Linked DNA regions of Macaca mulatta: region 2 is linked to region 1. A link is a contact called in public Hi-C data. All regions are on one chromosome and are shown on one strand. Each heading gives the region's core, a stretch centred on a gene start, on an enhancer-like site or on the middle of the called end of the contact. The rest is flanking DNA. Distances are from core to core; before and after follow the strand shown.

What was found. Hi-C and Micro-C count contacts between places; a contact is called where the count stands out from the background.
Region 2: a contact with region 1 is called in a Hi-C map of liver, with 3 times the contacts expected there. The contact joins the promoter of GPATCH8 here to the promoter of ATXN7L3 in region 1. A contact is called at or near these places in 2 of 14 Hi-C or Micro-C datasets (fetal cortex germinal zone and liver).

Annotation. Positions count from the first base shown.
Region 1 is chr16:68,570,420-68,575,051 of T2T-MMU8v2.0, reverse strand. It overlaps ATXN7L3 (ataxin 7 like 3), which reads left to right and starts at 2,194. Exons shown (of 13, transcript XM_077972024.1): 1 at 2,194-2,543; 2 at 3,910-4,020; 3 at 4,310-4,442. The coding sequence starts at 3,970. It overlaps LOC144335760 (a long non-coding RNA gene), which reads right to left and starts at 3,235. Exons shown (of 2, transcript XR_013406909.1): 1 at 3,112-3,235.
Region 2 is chr16:68,878,474-68,883,105 of T2T-MMU8v2.0, reverse strand. GPATCH8 (G-patch domain containing 8) reads left to right here and starts at 2,797. Exons shown (of 11, transcript XM_077971936.1): 1 at 2,797-2,867.

The DNA.
Region 1 (4,632 bases), core at 945-3,444:
ACCACACTCCAGCATGATCTACTAAATATATAAGTCTGGTGAATGATTCCCCTTGAGGATTCCTCATGGCTTACAGGCGAAACTTTCAACACCTACTTGCTTTGTCCTGTATGATCCAGCCTGCTCACCTCCAGCTATTCTGCCACCCAATCCTCTGTTTCAGCTTGATCCAGGCTTCTGAAGCTTCCGGTTGGGGATATCCAATGCTTTCTTGGCCTACCTTTACCTGGTTCATCTCCCACTACAAGAAGTTTTTCTTTTTCTTCTTTTTTGTTTTGTTTTGAGACAGCATCTCGCTCTGTCGCCCAGGCTGGAGTGCAGTGGTGCAATCTCAGCTCACTGCAACCTCCGCCTCCCAGGTTCAAGCGATTCTCCTGCCTCAGCCTCCTGAGTAGCTGGGATTACAGGAGCATGCCACCACACTCAGCTAATTTTTGCATTTTTGCAGGCTGGTCTTGAGCTCCTGGCCTCCCAAAGTGCTGGAATTACAGGCCTGGGCCACCCCGCCCAACCCAAGAAGCCTTTCTTGACCAACTCTCTTACATTATTTGATGTCTCCTTCTGGCTACCTCTGTTCTCTCTCTGCTGTTTTCGTCACACTCTTTTGCAATTATTATCCTACCTGTCTATCCCACAAGACAGTGAACTTCTTGAAGAAGCACAACTGTCTTATATCATCTTTTGTCCCAGCACCTGGAGCACCGTAAGAATAACAGCTAAGATTTACCAAGCACTTACACAGAGCTAAGAGTTTCACATGCACTGACTTGTTAATCACTACAGCAACGCAATGAGATAGGACTATCATTATGCCCACTGACAACAGAGGAAACTGAGGCAGAGGAAACTCATTTGCTAGATCCAACGATTTAAATTCAAATCAGACGCCTGATCTTAACTACTCTGGAATATCGCCTCAATAAATGTTTGCTGTTTCTCAGGAGAAATCGGTGAGAATAAAATATTTGCGGAAAACTAAAAACCAAAGATGGCTCCAAGTATGTGATTTCAGACTATCCTCCTTTTTAATCTTATCTCTTGAGGGGAGAGGGCTGTCACACAACCGTTCCAGGACACCAGACACAGAGTAACCGAGATGAAAGCGCCAATCCAGCCATCCACCGCGGCTGGGAAAAGGCCCGCTCCTTCCTAAAGAGGGACTGAGAGCGTGAGCATAGGGACACTCTGCACCCAGGAGAAAAGCACTGGGTCGGGGGAAGGATCTGGCCAGTGCCAGGCAGGCTGTCTTGAGGGGTGGGGGGTCCAGCGTGGGTTCCGGAAGCAGGAAAGGCAAGCAGGTGTGGGATCTAAATTAGGATGAGGGGTGGGGAGGGCGCTCCGCGCAGAAGGGCGCAGCTTGGCCTCCGACCTCAGCAGCGGACCCTCATCTCGGCCGCTTGTTGGTCCGCAGGCCTGGCGTGGGCTGAGACCCGCCCAGAAACCAGGAGAACTGAGGCGCGGGCGAGCCCCTTCGATTCTACGGGCTTTCCGCTCCGAGGTCCTAACTGCGCCCCACTTCAAGTCTGGCCTCTTCACAGAAGTGGCTGCACGCCTCGGGGTAAAGGGGGGAGCGGAGGGGGGGGAGAGAGCGGGGAGCCCCGAGGGAAGGGCGGGGAAGCCTGGGCCGGAAGGCGTCCCAGGATCGGCTAGGAGCCGGCGCTCTCTTTCGACGCCACCCGCTGCCCCCGCCCCCGAGCCGGCCGGGACGGCACAATGTCTCCGCCCCCAGCGCACCGCGCACCTCACCTTGAACGCCGCCCCACCCACCCCCATCTTATTGGGCCTCCCGGGCCGAGGCCTCTCGGCGATTGGTCGGGGAGGTCCGCGAAGGCCCCGCCCATCTCCCCGCCCCCGTCCCCGTCCGCCGGTACTTTGGACGGCGGCGTGGCGCCCCTCCTCCCCTCCCGGTCCCCGCCCCCTGGAGCAAATGCTGCCGAGCTGCGGCCGCGGGGCAGATGCACGCGCTCGGGCCCTTCTAGCAGGCGCGAGCAGTCGCTGGGCGCGCGAAAGCGAAAGAAGGAAGAGGAAGGGAGGGGGAGGGCGGGGTGTTGGGGAGGGGCGGGAGGAGGAAGAGGAGGAGGTTGGAGCGCGCTCGCGCTTGGCCTCGCGCCCGCGCGGAGGGAGGGGGAGAGGGGCGCGCGCGCGCACGTTCGCGTTCTCGCTCGCTCCATCCATCCATCCTCCGGTCGCGGCACACGCGCGCGCGCTCCGGGCTCGCGCCGCACCCCCCGCCCGGGAGAGGCGGGCTGGAGTGGGGGGCGGGGGGAGGGGCGCGCGGACGGCGCGCGGACTGCGCGCGGGCGGGGTGAGGTGAGGAGGAGGAGGCGGCGACGGGACAAGAAGGGAGGGGAAGGGGCCATGGCCGCCCGGTGAGGCGGCGAGGCGGGGGGGCGGCCCGACCCCCCGGCCCCGGGCCCTGGGCCCCGGGGAGAGGCGAGGACGGACCGACGGACATGGGGCTCCGGAGCAGCCGCCGCCGCCGCCGCCGCCGGAGGACGCGGCCCTGAGAGGCCGCCGGGCCCCGGCGCGGCCCCCCGGGCGGGGTGAGTACGGGACGGAGACGGGGACGGGGGAGGGGCCTGCGGGGGGCGGGGGGCGGGGCCCGAGGCGGGGCTTGGGCCCCCTCCCCCCAGGTCTGGGTCAGCGCCCCTTCCCCTCCCCCCGGGCCGACGCGGAAACGCCCGGCTTCCCCCAGCTTCCCGGCCGGGCCGGGGCCCCCAGCTCTCCCCCGTCTGGGTCCCCCTTGGGCGGGGCAGGGCCGGCCGGGGAGGGGGCGCGGGGCCTTTGTTAGGGAGCCAGGCCCCAGCCCCCGGGACAATAGAGACACCCTCCCGGACTCCTCTCCCCGGCCGGCCGGGGCTGCTGGCGGGCGGGGAAGGAGAGGGGCCGGGACGCGTCCCACTCTGTCCACTCTCTGGGGGTCGGTCTGTCCCGGCCCGGTGCCGGCCCCGGCGGCTCGGCTCTCCTCCCCCCAGTCGGTATGATGCAGCAGCAGTGCCGCAGGGACGGGGGAAGAGCCGAGGCCCGGCCTCCTACCCTTCCCAGTGCCCCCGGCTCATTCGTCAGTCCCCACCCCACTCTAGGCCGGCGGCTCCTGAAACTCGTACCCACCGTTCCGAGGGGCCCTGGGCTGTGGGTGCTGTGTCTGAATCCTTGGGTGGGGGTTCCTGGACTTTGGGGCTCTTGGAGAGACTTCCGGGCTGGTCCTGAGGGAGGGTGGGTGGTTATTTAAAGGAAGAACAGGTAAGGGGAGTGCCCGCTCCTGGCGTGCCACCCCACCGGGCACCCCCCCCCCGCCCCGCCGCTCCTGCTCATGGTGGCTGGAAATGTCCCTTAGCTCTAGGCTCCTGTGAGCTCTGCTTCCCTCGTGGAGTGGCAGGCTGATTTCAAGGGAAGGCAGAGTGGGGTGAAGGTTGTAGGGTCCTAGGGCCATTTCTACTTCTGGTAGCAGTACCCCCCCAAGTGGACATCCTGGCTGAAAGCAGAGGTGACTCTGAGGAGAGTCTTTAGGGAAGGCGGGGGGGTGTATTTAGGAGTCTGTGCAGTTCTTTGCCACACCCTGTGGGTTTGCTTTGAGGCCTTGGAGTTCCTTCTCCTCCCCCTGCTGCATTGCACCATGGGTATCAAAGAGGGGTTTGAGTTTTGGGGACCTAGGGTGAGCTGCTGCCTCCTATAGACCCAGACTCTGATTGGCAGTGGAGTCCAGGGCCTGAGCTCAGGCCTGGGAAAGACTAGGCCCCCTTTAGGTTTCAGGCCCTGAAGGACCATCCAGACTTAGTGAGCCTGGGCCTTGGGGAGGGAGAGACCCTGATGCCAGGACTGAGCTCTGGGCAGCGAGGTGGGAGGGAAGGTGGCCGCCTTCAGAGGTGCCTTGGACTCACAACAACACCCCCACCCCCGTGTGTGCAGCCGTGTTGCCGCCCGCTGTGCTATGAGCAGTCAGAGCGCCGTCTCCACAAGAGTTTACAAATGAAAATGGAGGAAATGTCTTTGTCTGGCCTGGATAACAGCAAACTAGAGGTGAGGGCTCCCCCACGTGTGCCTCCAGTTCTTTCTCTTGATGTCTCTACGTCGCTATATCTGGCATCCACACCAAAGAGGAATTTGGGTAGTCAGCCTTGTTCCTTAAAGGGAATAGCCAGCTGAAAAGGCCAAGGATCCAGGAAGAAGAAAGAACACGAAGTCAAGATGGGGAAAATGGCAAAGAAAGCGTGATTTTTGGCTGGGGCCAGATGGCAGCAGATTTGGTTGGTGAGAGTCCAGGGGGCTGTGACTCTTGTGACCGTAGATGTTCTCCCCTGGGGCCCAGGCCATCGCTCAGGAGATATATGCGGACCTGGTCGAGGATTCTTGTTTGGGATTCTGCTTTGAGGTACACCGGGCTGTCAAGTGTGGCTACTTCTTCCTGGACGACACGGACCCTGATAGCATGAAGGATTTTGGTGAGCTTCAGGGTGAAGGAGCAGCAGTCCAGCCCTTTCCTGGGACTGTTTGGAGTTTCCTTCTCTGGAAACTGTGCTAGATGTAGCATCTGGAGCTCCTGTGAGCCGGGGGAGGGATTGAAGAGGCCGTGGGACCCCAGGTGGGAACAAGAGGAGAGGGTCCCCTGCCCACCCTGATCGCCAGCCTCTC
Region 2 (4,632 bases), core at 1,548-4,047, 310 kb before region 1:
GGGCCCGCCACCTCGCCCGGCTAGTTTTTTGTATTTTTTAGTAGAGACGGGGTTTCACCGTGTTAGCCAGGATGGTGTCAATCTCCTGACCTCGTGATCCGCCCGTCTCGGCCTCCTAAAGTGCTGGGATTACAGGCTTGAGCCACCGTGCCCAGCCAAGCTAGTCAATTTTCTAGAGAGTGTTCCTACGCTCTTTTGTTGAAGTCAGACTCTCTGACCAGAACGGAGGCTTTACCATATCCTCCCATTTTCAGCATGGTTGCTCCTTCTCACCTATAAAGTCCAGTCTCTCTGGTTCAGCCTTTCCAGAGGGAAAACCTCCAGTTTGCTACCTGGGTGGGAAAAGAGACATCGAGTCATCAGTGTCACCAGGGGCTTCCACTTCCTGAGCCTTTCTGATGTACTTTAGCATTGATCAACTTCTTTCCTGTCTTCTACTCCGTGACTTCTTTTTCTCCACTCTACTAAAGTCATTTCCATTTATCTATGCTCTCTGGCCTCCAAAATGTTGACATCTGTTGCCTCCCATTGTCTCTTCTCCAGGTCTCTTTGTCTATGTGACTTTATGCACTTCTTACTCCTTTGCTCTCATTTCAGTGGGCTTTTGAGAGGGAGAAGAGGTCAGAGTGGTGTGTATCCCCGTGATTCAATCTTTCACGCTACCCTAAAGTCTCTTTACAATGTTTGAACCAGGCGTGGTGTCTCACGCCTGTAATCGCAGCACTTTGTGCTTTGTTTTTTTTTGTTTTTATTTTTTTTTTTTTTTGTTTTTTTTGAGATGGAGTCTCTCTCTGTCACCCAGGCTAGAGTGCAGTGGTGCGATCTCGGCTCACTGCAACCTCTGCCTCCTGGGTTCAAGAGATTCTCCTGCCTCGGCCTCCCAAATAGCTGGGATTACAGGTGCGTGCCACCACGACCGGCTAATTTTTGTATTTTTGTAGAGATGGGGTTTCACCATTGCTGGCCAGGCTGGTCTTGATCTCCTGACCTGAGGATCCGCCTGCCTCGGCCTCCCAATGTGCTGGGATTACAGGCGTAAGCCACCCCACCCGGCCAATCGCAGCACTTTGGGAGGTTGAGGTGGGCAGATCACAACGTCAGGAGTTCGAGACCAGCCTGGCCAACATGGCGAAACCCGGTCTCCACTAAAAATATATATTTAAAAAAAAAAAAAAAAAAAAAAAAAGGCCCGGCGTGGTGGCTCTCGCCTGTAATCCCAGCACTTTGGGAGGCCGAGGCAGGTGGATCCCGAGGTCAGGTGATCAAGACCATCCTGGCTAACACGGTGAAACCCCGTCTCTACTAAAAATACAAAAATTTAGCCGGGTGTGGTGGCGGGCGCCTGTGGTCCCAGCTACTCGGGAGGCTGAGGCAGGAGAATGGCGTGAACCCGGGAGGCGGAGCTTGCAGTGAGCTGAGATCACGCCACTGCACTGCAGCCTGGGTGACAGAGTGAGACTCCGTCTCAAAAAACAAACAAACAAACAAACAAAAAGCTGGGCTTGGTGGCGGGCGCCTGTAATTCCAGCTACTATGGAGGCTGAGGCAGGAGAATCTCTTGAATCTGGGAGGCGGAGGTTGCAGTGAGCCAAGATGGCGCCACTGTACTCTGGCAATAGTGCAAGACTCCGTCTCAAAAAAAAAAAAAAAAACCCCACAATGTTTGAATTCTGTGTGCCCTGCCTCCCCTTAGGTGGAAGTGTAGGCTGAAGCATGGGTGAGGCAAAGGGTAACAACTAGAAAATACATATCCTTCCTCAAAAAATTACATTCCATTTGACTCTTTCAGGGCAAGGTAAGAGCCATTTTTCCATTGTGTGATTTCTGTCAACTACTCTTTTCAAAAGGAGGAAGTCCTACCACCCTTCTATGTGTTTATGTATTTTGGCTAAGAGTGCTGGAGCGCTGGGTGAGGTCCTCAAAAGGGATGGAAAAATCTGAATCTTAACTCACAGTCAGCGCTAGACAGGAGCAGCAGAGATTACTGAATCCAGCTTCCTTATTGTATAAAAAGGAAACTGAAGCCCAGAGAGCTTTAGTCGATTTGGATCAACTTCGGTCCCTTGAGAAATACTTTTCTCAAAGGATGGCTAGATATCAAGCTCCTTGCAGTCTTTGGGCCTTTGGGTCTAATGTTCCCTATGCCCCAATGCTGTGGGCTCCTCGCTGTGCCTCGGGTCAAAGGTCCCTTCAGAGACTGTCCCTCTCAGCACTGCGGCCAGTTTTACTTTTTTGTGGCACTTATTGATATTTAAAAATATTTATTCTACGAGTTATGTGACTTCTTCCACTGGAATGAAATCCCCATAAGAGACCATTCCTGTCTCGTTCACCGTTGAATCCTCAGGGTGAGCTGAGATTCGAAACAAAGTAGTATGGCTCTAAAGTCGCGCTTTAGGCCCAACATTATGCTTCCAAAAATTTAGTAAAGACGATGGACTTCTGCGCACACGGGGAAGCGACAGTGAGAAAAGATACCCGGAAGTGAGCCACAGCAAAACATCCAGACTCGTCCGCACGGTGCCCCTTCTGACCTTTCCCTCCGGAAGCTTTCGCGGCTCTTGGGCGGGAGTGCGCACGCGCGGCCACCGGGGTCGCTCCGGGTCGCGCGCGGAGCAGGGGCTGGAGGGAAGGGTCAGCCTCCAGGGCTGGCAGGCGCCTGCGCTGCGGGGCTCCAGTCAGGACGCGCATTCTCGCTCCCTCCCTCGGCTGCGCGCGCCCGGTGGGCGTGGGAGGAGGCGGGGAACCGGGGAGGGGCGGGTGTCGCAGGAGGGAAGGAGCGAACCGGAGAGCGTCGTCCTGAGAGGAGTGAAGGCGGCAAAATGGCGGACCGCTTCTCCCGCTTCAACGAGGACCGAGACTTTCAGGTAAACACGGGCGTCGCCGAGGATGCGGGGAAGGCGCTGGTCTAGCCCAGAATGTCCTTCATCTCCGGCTCCCAGCCCTCTTTCCTTCCAGGTTTTGCTCCGACTTGCGAATTGGCTCTCTCTTCTCCCGTCTCTGCTTTCTCAAGAGGCCTCCCGGCTTGAGGGAGGCCGCATCTCCTCTCACGCGCATTCTCTACCCCTGAAACTCAGGCCGCGGGGCTTGCGGCTTCCGCCTGTTTGGCGTCGGATTTGGGAACCGGGCCTGGGAGCTCTGTGGGGGGCTGTGCCCTCCGGGTCTGCCCGGCCTGTGCCGGCAAAGGGCTGGCTCCCAGGGGACCAGAGGGGTGGTTGGGTTGGGCTGGGAGGACTTGGGGGCGAGTGTTGCTGAGGCCAAGGCTTCCGAACCCCGGGATTTTGCTCTCACGGATCCTTTTGGGGTCCTTCTCTTTTCTTTTTTCACTGTGATGAATCAGTTGCTTTCATTGTCTGTTTTTCCTTTTCCTTACCTGGGAAAAGGTTGCATTCGTTATCAGACGCCTTATTGGTTAGTCATACATTAAGATTTCCCGGGACATAAGTGTTGCTGCTGTTATTAGGCTGTTAATTGGGCTTGGAAAACAGTAAGTTACTGGACTATGATCCGATGTGAGCCTAACCTCAAATCCTATCTCGAAAGATTTGTAAGAAGCGTAATGATAATGGACCTTCCACGCGTGGGGTCACTAGTGCCAAAAGCTTGATTTTTCTTTTTTCAATTGCAAATGTTGGTATGGTAAAATGCCCTTACGATGGCAAGCTCTATTGAGTAAAAAATAAAGGCCAAATTAGAATAACTCGTTTTTTCGTTGTTGAAAATACCTTGCTGTTGAAATTGTTACCGCGGAAATCTCGACGACTAAAAGGGATTTAGTAGAGATTGGCTATTTCTAGGTAAAATACATCCGTAGAGTCTCAAAAAAAACCTCTGCATTACTACCGCATATCCTGGCAACTGCAATTTGGGTCAGGGGATGAATCTCAGAACTCAAGTTTTTATCCGGCTGCAGATCCTACTCAAAGCAATAGGAAAGCACTCTAGGTGTGTTTCAGAATGCAGTTTAAAGAGTTTGAATTCCCTGAGATGATAGGACTGGTAAATAAATAGATAAAGCAGTTTAACAATTTTAACTCAGCACTGTTAACAAGGTAGTACATAGAACGCTTATGAGAAGTTTTGCAGCAGTAAGGGATCTGGGGGCTGTTAAAGCCTTGTGATCATGCGCTTGCTGTATAGCTGCAGCACAATACAGAAGAATCTCAAGGTGTTCTAAGGATATAATGCAGATTCACCAAAGTTTGAAGCAGTTCATATTAGCCTTTTGATCCCTGAGAAATATATGTATATTTTAGCAAGCACTATAAAATATGAGTAGGCTGCAAGGTGTATGATGAGCTTTATTGATTTTTAAATTACCAATAGAGACCTATTGATAACTAAAGCCCGCAAATGCTTTTCAGAGGAGAGAATCTCAAGGTGACCTAATAAAATCGAAAATAGATAATATGGACAATTAAATTTTGAGGAAAGATGACTGTCAACCACAGAATTCCAGCAGGCTTAACAAACAGGATTTTCGGGGCCTTTAATGAAGATTTTGAAAATTGTGGATAGCAGAGTGTGAATGCTGTTTCCTGAAAAAAATTGAGGGGGTTAGCCTCTACTTTTTCAATACTCAGTTTCTAAGTAAGATGACCCTCTCTTTTGATGCTTTAGTTGGGTATTGCA